Regions from separate parts of the Xenopus laevis genome. Here region 2 is linked to region 1. The links are chromatin contacts, called in public Hi-C maps. All regions are on one chromosome and are shown on one strand. Each heading gives the region's core, a stretch centred on a gene start, on an enhancer-like site or on the middle of the called end of the contact. The rest is flanking DNA. Distances are from core to core; before and after follow the strand shown. Region 1 overlaps zbtb46.S (zinc finger and BTB domain containing 46 S homeolog). Region 2 holds the start of stmn3.S (stathmin 3 S homeolog).

Region 1 (6,522 bases), core at 3,441-5,940:
TGCTGGGAGGGGGGGTTATGTCACTCCGACTTGCAGTACAGCAGTAAAGAGTGACTGAAGTTTATTAGAGCACAAGTTACATGACTTTGGGCAGCTGGGAAAAGGGCAATATGTCTAGCCCCATGACAGATTTCAAAATGTTCTGTTTTGCTTTCTTGAGGAATGGATTTCAGTGCAATGGAGCAGCACTATTAACTGATGTGTTGTGAAAAAAAACATATTTTTCCCATGACAGTATCCCTTTAAGTACATTTAATGAAATTAGAATATAAGTGTATTACTGCTAAACTGTACTCTGCCTCGCCCAATGTGCTTGGAGCAGATGTTCTAATGTGTTGGTCCCAAATCAATAAACCGTTCCCCTCTCCCTTACCACCTCCCAAAATGCACCCTTGCCACCTTGGGCTATCTGCCAAAATCTCTGGGCTATAAACCCTGCCCTAATCTGCCGAATCTCTGCAAAACCTGCTAAATAGTGTACACGGGGAGGCACATAAAGGTCGAATTTCGAATTCATGTGAGTTTTTAAAAATCCCCCTAAACTCCTGTAAATTCGAAATTCAACCAATTGAAATGTATTAATAAAATCTCATTTTTAAAACTCGGATGATTTGAATCGACCCAAATTTAAAAAAATGTCAGGAAGGCTGCATACAACTCCGAATTGATCCCTGGACCTCTCCCATTTAAACAGCAATTTGGCAGCTTTTAGGTGGCGAATAGTCAAATTCGAGTTCTTAAAGGAGAATTCAACCCGTAGTTTAAAAAAAAAAACTTCCCCCTACCCTGGGTAGAACCCCCCTCCCTCCTCCCCCCCAGCCTACCTGCACCCCCCCCCCCCGGGCAAATACCCCTAATTTTTTACTCACCCCTCCGTGCAGATTCAGGCCTCGGAGTTCATGGCAGCCATCTTCATCTTCTCCGGTAATCTTCTTGTATTGATGGCATTTTCGGCACATGCGCAGTTGGAGTAATTTTTCGGTCCCAAACAACTGCGCTTGCGGCGAAAGTCACAAACATTTTCGAAAAATTTTCAGAATTTTTGGGGCTTTTGGCACATGCCCAGTGTTTCGGACTGAAAATTTACTCCGACTGCGCATTCGCTGAAACTTCCGAAAAAAGACAGAATAAAGAAGATTGCGCCCGTGAACTCCCATGGCCAGAATCTGCATGGAGGGGTAAGTAAAAAATTAGGGGCATTTGCCTGGGGGGGGGGGTGCGGTAGGCTAGGGGGGAGGAGGGAGGGGGGTCTACCTAGGATAGGGGGGAGGGATTTTTTAAACTATGGGTTCTGTTCTCTTTTAAAAGACTAAAATTTAAATTTTCAATTCGACTCTTGATAAATCTGCCCCTGAATGTCACCATTTCCTATAGACTTATACAAAGGAGCCGTTATTGCTGCTTATGTTGGGTGTGTGTGTGTGTTTTCCTTGGCTTGCAGTCGTCATATGTTGGTGGGGGGCAAGTGTTGGACTTGCTGTGTAAAGGTAGGTTTCTCTGAGATCCTGCCTTATCCTAAACCTCCCGCTTCTCCTTTAGTCAATGAGTTCACGGTCATCCGGAAGAAGTTCAAGTGCCCGTACTGCAGCTTCTCTGCCATGCACCAGTGCATCCTCAAGAGACACATGCGCTCGCACACAGGGGAGAGGCCGTACCCCTGTGAGATCTGCGGCAAGAAGTTTACCCGGAGGGAGCACATGAAGAGGCACACGCTGGTAAGCGGAGGAACCCTTGGTACCATTTAGGGCATGCTTCTAAGGAACCCAAAGCTGAATACACTGACACCAAACTACAACCCAGGGATCTAGACTTGGTATCTCTCATGCAGTCATGCATGCTGTACAGTCAGCAAAATAACATGGCAGCTCCCACTCATATATACATATGGACAGAAGTGTTTTTGTGATTCTGTTACACGCTCAGTATTACACTGTGGTCACTGCAAAGGGAGCTTGGACCATTAGTCCTGACCACTGACCTAGAATCAGAAGGCTTGAGTAAGTCTGAGATGGAACTAGGTGGGTGAATGCATCCTGTGTGAGATCAGGGGGACACCCCTCCCTTCATACTTTGTGCTCTTCAGCTCTGCTTAGTGAGGGCTGTGGGTGGAGGGTAAGTGCATGAAGGATGTCTGGTTGGTGGGTGAAGGCAGGAAGGATCTATGGGTGCTAGGGGAGGGCAGGGAGGATCTGTGGGTGCTGGCTGAGGGTGAGGGCAGAAAAGCTTTGTGGTAGCGGGGTGAGGGCAGAAAAGCTCTTTAGCTGCTGGGTTAGCATAGGATTGTTCTGTGGTTGCAGGAGAGCTCTGTTCATGTACCCTTATATTCCCAGACCCAGTATATTATCCCCTCCTTGTATCTAGAATATATGTTGGGGGCAGAACCTGGTGATTTAAAGAGCCCTGTATTCTGGTTACCATGGCAGCTGAGCCGGCCCCTTCCTAGAGTGTCCTCTGCTGTCATGTAATTGCGTGCCATCTGTCCCTGCGTCTGGCGCTCCTTATCTCTCCTCTGCATTATCTGCTACGACTAGACCTGGGAGGGTACGGGTTGAGGGGCGCAGTTATATATAGCTCAGGAGACCAGTGCATGCGCATGTCAGTTGGTGAGTCTAACAAAGGGGAATACAGGAAGGACTAACCTTTTGCTTTGCCTCCCCATCACATTTTATGTATACATCTCCCACCTGCTGCGAGTTGTAGTTCAGCTACAGATGGAGGACTGCAAGTCTGACATCTCAAGACCTGCACACTGTGCAGCTTTAGCAAGGTGCCAGGTTGTGGGGCTCTAGCAAAGATCCAGTGAGACTGTGGGGTGCAGTTTTGTTACTAAAAGCCAGAGGGTCCACCCTTAAAAGTAAAACTATACCCCTCAAACAATGTAGGTCTCTATAAACAGATATTGCATAAAACAGCTCATGTGTAAAACCCTGCTTCATGTAAATAAACCATTTTCATAATAATTTTTTAAAACTATTAGTAGTATGTGCCATTGGGTAATCATAAATTGAAAATTGCCATTTTAAAAAAATAAGGGCCGCCCTCTGGCATCGTATGATTCACGGTGCACACAAACATACCAACAAACTATACTTGTTAGGTCACATGAGCCAATTAAGAGACAGAGTTCTGTCTTTTGCTTCCACACTTCTTCCTGTTACAGTTAGAGCTGCAGTATTTCTGGTCAGGTGATCTCTGAGGCAGCACACGAGGCAAGAGATGTAAAAAAGGGCAATATTTACTTAAAAATATCTGTTGCTTAAATATTCATTTTTGGGGGGTATAGTTTTCTTTTAAAGGAACAGTTCAGTGTAAAAATAAAAACTGGGTAAATAGATAGGCTGTGCAAAATAAAAAATGTTTCCAATACAGTTAGTTAGCCAAAAATGTAATGTATAAAGGCTGGAGTGACTGGATGTCTAACAGAACAGAACACTACTTCCTGCTTTTCAGCTCTATAACTCTGAGTTAGTCAGTGACTTTAAGGGGGGCACATGCAGGGCCGCCATCAGGGGGGGACAGTTGTCCAGGGCCCCGATGGTTTTTGTGTCTTACGGGTTCCCGGCCATGGTTCACTTACTTGATTAGCCGGGCCCCCCTGCTGTCAGTGTGCTGCAAGCTTCAGAAAAGAGGACAGGAGCTCCAGTGCACAAATGATTTTTCTCCTATTCAGATCTGAGTTCTTTGTACCCTCATTGGTCCTTAAGGATAGGTCCCTGTAAAGCTGTACAGGGATTGGATAGGTGATGTAGGAACGTCTCATCCAGCCTATCAAATCCCAATGCAGCTTTACCAGGACTTAAACTTTTGTGACCAATGATTACAGAGAACTTAATAGGAGAAAAATCGGGCAGTATGGGTTCTCCAGTTCTCTCTTCTGAAGCTTGCAGCACACTGACAGCAGGGGGCCCTGGCTTATCAAGTAAGTGAAGCATGACTGGGACCCCCTTAAGGGGGGCCTGGCCACCAATGTTTTTTTGTTTTTTTTTACTTGAATGGCTTTTTATAACTTGGGGAGAGGGCAGGCCATCAGTATTTTTTTTTTTACTTGCAGGGGGGTACCCTGATCACCAATGGCTTTTTATAACTTAGGGGTGTTTAATGTTAATGTTTCTGATGTCTGTGTGGCCTTTTTACAGGGGGCCCAGAAAATTTTGCCGTACAGGGCCCTGTGATTTTTGAAGGCGGCCCTGGGCACACGAGACATAATTATTCAGTTTGCAATTGATCCTCAGCATGCAGCTCAGATTCAAGAGCAAACAGTTATGATTCATGTGGCCCCATCAAGTCACTGATTGGTTACTGCCTGGTAACCAATCAGTGGAAACCAAGAGAGCTGCAAAGCAGGAAGTAGTGTTCTGGCTATTATATTAGACATCCTGTCACTCCAGCCTTTATACATTACATTTTTGGCTAACTAACTATATTGAAAACATGTTTTATTTTGCACAGCCTTTCTATTTAGCCAGTTTTTATTTTAATACTACACAATTCCTTTAAAATTTGAGAATAAGACACATTTCATTAACTTTGAAGCACTCAAAAGCTCTGCTTCCTATACAGATATGCCCCTAAAGGGGTGATAATTAGACTGTGTGTGCCTGGGCACAGAAGAGAATGCTGGTTCCCAGATGCCCCCATAATTATTCTTTTGTTACCTTCCCCCTCCAGGTGCACAGTAAGGACAAGAAGTACGTGTGCAAGGTGTGTAACCGCGTGTTCATGTCCGCCGCCAGTGTTGGCATCAAACATGGCTCCCGGAGGCACGGCGTTTGTGTGGATTGTGTAGGACGCGGCGTGGCTCATGGCGGAGGAGGACACTCCCCTGATGGCATGTACGCAGGAGAAGCCCACTACCTGGATGATGTGGACGAGCTGAAGGTGGACGAGGAGATGGGCGGGGAGGAAGAGGATGACATCAAATGGAAAGATGAGGCAGAGAATTCACAGGATGATGTCATACTCGAAGATGATGACATTGAGGATTGCACCCCGGATGTGAGTGGGGGGCAGATGAAAGAGTTTACCTGGATAGCCTAGTGAAGAAAGGGTTAAACAAGGACCCTAAGAGACCTTTCTGGCAGAGGAAGCTAATGATCTGGTCCCCCCCCTCCCCCACTGGTGGCAGGAGACTTGGCAGGTTGTTTGATCCGCTTGCCATTGCTTATTTCTGGCAGCCACAGGGCCAGTACTGGTTTCACTTCACTGACAATTCCTTCCTGTGATTGCTGCCAGAGGGACCTGTACAGTTCAGGGGCCACACTTCCTAAATCCTTGACAGCCATCCAGGGGCCCCAGTTTCCAAAGTCACACTTTTTCACAAACTGCTTAGGAGGCAACTCCCCCCCCCCACTTCGAATATTCTTTCCCATGTGACTCACACCTCCCTCAATACCCCTAACACCCCTGCCTCTCCCCCATCTGCCCTGCCAGCTGCTGTTTTTTTAAGCAAATCTTTTTAGGAGGTTTCTAATGTTTTCTAATTGCTGAACACAATCAGTGTGAGGAGCCATCGCCCCACGGCACCCCCACCCACCACCTCTCTCTCTCTCTCCATCTGGGCACCAAAACCTTGTGGGTTACTCTGTAGCAGGACATGCAGAAAACATTCCATGTGTGGGTACCAGACTTGCAGGGACTCGCCCATCAAATGGCACCCGTAAAATACCGGCCAGGTGGGCCGTGGCAACCCTACCATAGCATTATATGTCAGTAATTATTAAGGCTTCCCTGCCCTTCCCCCATAATTAGCCACTAATTGCATTGCCAGCTCTTCAGCCGAAGCAGCTGCCGACTACTTAAAGCTGCCACTGCCTATTTGCTTGAGAGACACTGGGTTGAACTGAGGTCTGAGATTAGGATCCGTGGTGGCACAGAGGGCTGGTTGGGTGGGCTCTGGCTTCTCTGATCTCTCATTCTGAGTCTATTTTTAACCAGTTCCCGTTTGCACATGCCGCCCCTCCCTAATCCTTACCCCCCCCCCCTTATCCTGGCTCTGTGGGAAGATCTGTTCCTCAACTGCATTTCCTGAGGGTGAGCAGCCTGGCCTATGGACTGGTAACTCCTCTGCCCACGTCAACTGACTCCATGCCATCAGGAAGATAATGATCCACTCCAGCCATTGATTCCGGCAGGGGGAGGGTCACCTGCAGCCCTCACATGTTGTTGAACTACAGCTGCACTTTGGCTTGTGCTTTAGCGCCATCCGGTGGCTGCACATTTATTTTCCACTTGACATAAACAAAGAATATCATGGAGTTCTCTGCTCTGTCACTCAGAGGGTTAATCAGTTCATGAACTTTACCACCCTAACCTGTTTGCTAATGCTGGGGAGACCCTCTCTTAGTCACCATCCACCCCTTTTGCTTTTTTTTTTACTCTTTCCCATAAATTGATTGAATATTTATATATAAATATATATATATATATAATTTCGTGAAATATGCAAGAACTGGATATTGGGTGCAGATTTACAGCTAAAAGGGGATTGGTAGCGCTAATATTATAGGAAGATTTCCCTGCTCC
Region 2 (5,898 bases), core at 3,076-5,575, 95 kb after region 1:
CCCCATTTATTGCCATCATACTTCCACTCCCTACACCTCTCCTGTCTCTGGTGGTACGTCAATTCTTTGCTCCAACCCTACAGCGGACCTGGGTGGAACGAGAAATCCATGGTCAGAACGGTCACCTGCACCAGCTTCTTCTATACATGTCAACCCTTGACAGAGGCCTTACATGTTTCGTGCCATAGGGGCACTTCATAGGCTATGACTAAGTGCCCCTATGGCATGAAACACGAAAATCCTCTTGTTGTGATGTTTTTGATATAATAAACAAGTTTTTTACTACATCTAACTTTTAGAGTGTGGTCCGGTATGTGCCAGCCTTTCATCATTTACTATTTGCTATATTGCTGAAGGTCTGGGGCTTGAGCACCTGGACCCCCCATCTGTTTCAGTAAGTTAACCCCAACTGTTATTACAAAGTGCAGTTGACACTGAACATTCTTTATATTTAGTTATTAACACTTCCAATGTTCCGCTTTAAACAGATAATCCCGTGTGTGACTGGGCTCCTCCCATGTGGCCACACCGAAGGGCCTCAGTATGCTCACCCATAAAGGGATGTTACAGTGAGTGGGTGCCCAAGTTATACATATATAACAGTGATAGATAGGGAGTGTCCCACAGAGCTAACACTCTAACAGAGTAATATTAAAGTGAGTGAGTGCCCCAAGTATGTATATAGGAAAGAGGGCATCTCAGTGTTTTTACAGAAGGGGACATATAGGGTTTTCCATGTTTTAGTGCATTGAGAGAGAATGAGATATGTCCTTACAGAAAGAGAAATACATGGTGCCCCCATGTTATTACAGTAAAGGAGATACAGGGTACCCCCCCACACACACAGACACACCAAGAGAGCTGCAAAGCAGGAAGTAGTGTTCTGGCTATTGACATCCAGTCACTCCAGCCTTTATACAATACATTTTTGGCTAACTAACTATATTGGAAACATTTTTTTATTTTGCGCAGCCTATTTACCCAATTTTTATTGTAATAAGCTCTTGTAATAGGGGAACTACAGGGTGTCTCAATGTTTTTACAGAGGAGACTGGATGTCTAACATAATAGCCAGAATACTACTTCCTGCTTTTCAGTTCTCTTGGTTTCCACTGATTGGTTACCAGGCAGTAACCAATCAGTGACTTGAGGGGGCCACATGGGTCATAACTGTTGCTTTTGAATCTGAGCTGCATGCTAAGGATTAATTGCAAACTCACTGAACAGTTATGTTCCATGTGGCCCCCCTTCAAGTCGCTGACTAACTCAGAGTTAGAGAGCTGAAAAGCAGAAAGTCCTGTTCTGTTCTGTTCTGTTAGACATCCAGTCACTCCAGCCTTTATACATTACATTTTTGGCTAACTAACTATATTGTAAACATTTTTTATTTTGCACAGCCTATCTATTTACCCAGTTTTTATTTTTAAACTGAATTCTTCCTTTAAAAAAAAGCCTGGGCATCTCAATTTTCTTACAGTGCGGTAGATACAGGGTAAGGGGAGATACACAGTGTAGCTTGTCCCCATATTATTACAGTGCTGCCTGCATTACAGTAGGACAGATACAAGATCCCCACGTTTTTTTTTTTTTTTTTACAGCAGATGAGATACATAGTATGGGTAATGTAAGATGCCCCTTGTTATTACATTTACCATTGTCCAGCAATGTTCTCTGCATTCAGTTGCCTGTAAACCCACATTCATTAAAGATGATTGTATCAAAATGTGCTACTTGCACTGCCACTAAATAATGATTGAAAAAAGCTAGATAGGTACCTGATCACAAAGGGCCCCTATTGCCTAGGGAAGCATCAATCCGCCCCTGTATGGAAGATACAGAGTACTATCTCGTTGTCGCAATTAGGGATGTAGCGAACGGCGGAAAAAATGTTCGCGAACATATTCGCGAACTTGCGTCAAAAATGCGAACGGTTCGCGAACGTCGCAAACCCCATAGACTTCAATGGGAAGGCGAATTTTAAAAGCTAGAAAAGACATTTCTGGCCAGAAAAATGATTTTAAAGTTGTTTAAAGGGTGCAACGACCTGGACAGTGGCATGCCAGAGGGGGGTCAAGGGCAAAAATGTATCTGAAAAATACATTGTTGACACAGCGCTGCGTTTTGTGCTGTAAAGGGCAGAAATCACACTACGTCACTCAGGTGATGTTTCTGGACACGGAATGTGAAAAAGCTCACACAGCTAGGTGGCACTTGGTTAAAGACTGGGCAAACAATGCCTGCAAGGGCAACGTATACAGTAGTGGATACGGAATATATTATTGCTGCTGTAAAAACATCACTCAGGTGATGTTTACGGACACGGAATTATTATTGTTATTTAGACAGAATGTGAAAAAGCTCACACAGCTAGGTGGCAGTTGTTTGAAGAACACACTGGGCAAACAATGCCTGCAAGGTCAACAACATATACACTACAGCAGTGGATACGGAATATATTATTGCTGCTTGAAAAACGTCACTCAGGTGGTGTTTCTGGAGACGGTATTATTATTGATATTTAGACAGAATGTGAAAAAGCTCACACAGCTAGGTGGCAGTTGTTTGAAGAACACACTGGGCAAACAATGCCTGCAAGTGCACTACTATTGGTGCACTACTATGAAGAACAGCAAACAGCACTGGACACGTTAAAGAACAGTAAGATAAGTAAAATAAAAAAATATATATATATATTAAAAAAAAAAATTACTCTGGTTGGTGCTGAACTACTAGGAGCAGCACACCAGTCCCTCTCCCCAACATAGCTAGACTAATAGCACTGGGCTCTTACAGTAGCAAAGTAAAAAAAACAAAAAAGAAAATAAAAGCAGTCCTTACAAGGACTATTGGGTTACAGGCAGCAGTCAGCAGATCAGCAGCAGGACAGCTGCCCACAGCAGCTACATACAGAGCACTGCAGTAGAAGGTAGATTACTAGCCAGCAAAGCTACCTAACCTAAAATGTCCCTCAAATCCCTGCAGAGTTCTGTCCCTACAATACAGAGCAGTATCAAGTAGATTACTAGCCAGCAAAGTTACTATCAACTGTCCCTCAAATCACTAAACAGCTCTCTCCCTACACTAGCTCTTCCAAGCACACACAGGCAGAATGAAAAAACGCTGCAGGGCTTCAGTTTATATATGGAAGGGGAGTGGTCCAGGGGGTGTGGGGGTGGTCCAGGAGGGAGAGCTTCCTGATTGGCTGCCATGTATCTGCTGGTCTGGGGTGAGAGGTCAAAAATAAGCGCCAGCTAAGGCGAACCCAAATTGGCGAACGTCGCGCGACGTTCGCGAACATTCGGCAGACGCGAACAGCCGATGTTCGCGCGAATTAGTTCGCGGGCGAACAGTCCGCGACATCCCTAGTCGCAATAGGTGAGATAAATGATGCCTTGTATATTTACAATAAGTGGGAAATGCAGGGTACGGACAGATATAGGGTATAGAAAATACAGGGTACCCAATGTTATTGCAGTATGGAATATACAGTGTATGGAGAGATATATAGTATAGGAGATACAGGGTGCCCTGTGTATTCAAGAGAGAAAAAGGAAATTCAGATTGTAGGGAGATTTAGGGAATGGGAGAAATAGGGTTTCCTGTGTATTCACAGTAAGGGGGGGGGTACAGGTTATGGGGAGAGAAGGGATTGGATACAGGGTGCCCTGAATATTCCTAGTTAGGAGGATGATATGGGGTATGGGGAGATATAAGGACTGGGAGGTCTTAGCCCACATGTTATTACAGTAGAAGAGATACAGGGTACAGGAGATAGGGAATAGAAAATGCAGGGTATCACCTTATAACAACAGGAGAGATACAGCAGGGTGCCCTGTGTATTCAGAGTGAAGGGAGATATACCGTGTATGGTGTATAGGAATGGGAGATACAGGGTGTCCCATTATTACAATAGGGGAGATACAGGGTGTCACATTATTACAGTAGGGGAGATACAGGGTGTCACATTATTACAATAGGGGAGATACAGGGTGTCCCATTATTACAATAGGGGAGATACGGGGTGTTACATTATTACAATAGGGGAGATACAGGTGTTACATTATTACAATAGGGGAGATACAGGGTGCCAGAGGAAACGCAGCGATATTGTGGGAGCTCGCGACCCAAATACTCAAAATTGGCTGGGGTTGGACACAGAATGGCACAGTTACAAAAGGGAAATGATTTGGGAATGGTACTGGCCACATGCCCTGCCTACTGTAAAAACAAGCCCAGCCCCCAGCAGCCATTGCCTATAAATATACCCACAAGCTCCCTCTCCCCACCCCGATTTGCTGCTGAGTCAGGCACCCGCTCCTATCTCTGCGGCACTGCAGCAACGGCACCAACAAGAGCATCAGCAGCAGCTCCATCAGCCCTTACACACCCACCGCTCCGGCTCCCTCCAGCACCATGGCCAGCACCCTCTCAGGTACTCCTCTCTCAGCCCAGGGCCAGCGCAGTTCTTTATATTTGCTGCTGGGCGCAACGATTTGTTCAGCCAGAGGGGATTTCACGATCACGCAGCAAGGGGGTTGGGTGTTAAGTCTGCATTATAGACATGGAATATATTCCACCCACACCCAGTGAATTATATCCCGTTGTTTATACTACCCATTCCGATCGAAGATATTCCATCAAATCTGTATTCCCCCGCTAGTTCTATACATGATCTATACCCACTCGTGTGTGTGATAATAACCCTTTTGCCCAAATGTACAGCTCCCAATAGGCTACCATATATACTCGAGTATATACCCCCAGTATTTGGTATCATCTAACCTCTCATCATCGTGTATATTCACCCTATTACATGATATACTGTATACCTCTCCCCGTGTATATTACTCCAGTAATGTGGATGGTGTATACCCTCTCATTCTAATGCATATTCCCACCAGTATATGATATCTGCCCTTACCTAGTGTATATTACCTCTAGTGCTGCATATATACCATCTCAGTGTATATTCTCTAAGGCAGTGATCCCCAACCAGTAGCTCGCGAGCAACATGTTGCTCCCCAACCCCTTGGATGTTGCTCCCAGTGGCCTCAAAGCAGGTGCTTATTTTTTAATTCCTGGCTTGGAAGCAAGTTTTGGTTGCATGAAAACCAGATGTACAGCCAACCAGAACCTCATGTAGGCTGCCAGTCCACATAGGGGCTACCAATAGCCAATCACAGCCCTTATTTGGCAGCACCCAGGAACATTTTTCATGCTTGTGTTGCTCCCCAACACTTTTTACATCTGAATGTTGCTCACGGGTGAAAAAGGTTGGGGACCCCTGCTCTAAGGCAATGCTGCACCCATTGCAAGTATACAACTGGTTGGACCAGTAGCCATCCTAATACACTAACCTCAACCTGCTTATTATATACACTGGAATTTACACCCTCTTAATGTACATTGCATCCAATACTTTATCTAATATAACCTCCCATCTTAGTGTATATTCACTCCTGTGCTGTACAAGATTTACACCTATCCCTCCCAGTATATTCCCTCCAGTACTGCACATAATATGTATATTTCCTCATTGTGTACATAATATATACCCTCCTTCTCAGTGTACATAAATTATATATACCCTCCCCTCTCAGTGCATGCCCCCAGTTCTCTCACCAGAACCTAGTGCCCAAGGCAAAGATCACAGGATGCTTAAAATGGGAAATTCATATTAAATAAATGAAATTCATATTCTCAATGCAGCATCACGTTGGATGATATTGGATCATCTTGGATGATATTGGATGATATTGCCCTTTAATCTACCCCCAATACCACAGTGTTGATGAAAAGTCCTGGAATCCACGTTGTTCACCTCTGTTGATACTGTAAACTGGCCTATCCAACCATTTATTTTTAACAATAGCTCTAGCGTTCAGCTACAGGGGGTAT

Evidence for each region. A called contact is a pair of places that touch in the nucleus more often than the background predicts.
Region 2: a Hi-C map of the XL177 cell line shows a contact between it and region 1, with 2.4 times the contacts expected there. The contact joins the promoter of stmn3.S here to the enhancer-like site in region 1. A contact is called at or near these places in 2 of 4 Hi-C or Micro-C datasets (the XL177 cell line and the XTC cell line).

Annotation. Positions count from the first base shown.
Region 1 is chr9_10S:17,426,626-17,433,147 of Xenopus_laevis_v10.1, forward strand. It overlaps zbtb46.S (zinc finger and BTB domain containing 46 S homeolog), which reads left to right. Exons shown (of 6, transcript NM_001093696.1): 5 at 1,540-1,715; 6 at 4,669-6,522. The coding sequence ends at 5,037. Among protein-coding and RNA genes, the nearest start is that of LOC108702670, 16 kb to the right of the region's middle. Within about 2 kb of position 4,691, at least 2 of the 7 cell types and tissues checked have an H3K27ac peak or open chromatin away from gene starts, as enhancers often do.
Region 2 is chr9_10S:17,522,278-17,528,175 of Xenopus_laevis_v10.1, forward strand. stmn3.S (stathmin 3 S homeolog) reads left to right here and starts at 4,326. Exons shown (of 5, transcript NM_001086743.1): 1 at 4,326-4,432. The coding sequence starts at 4,414.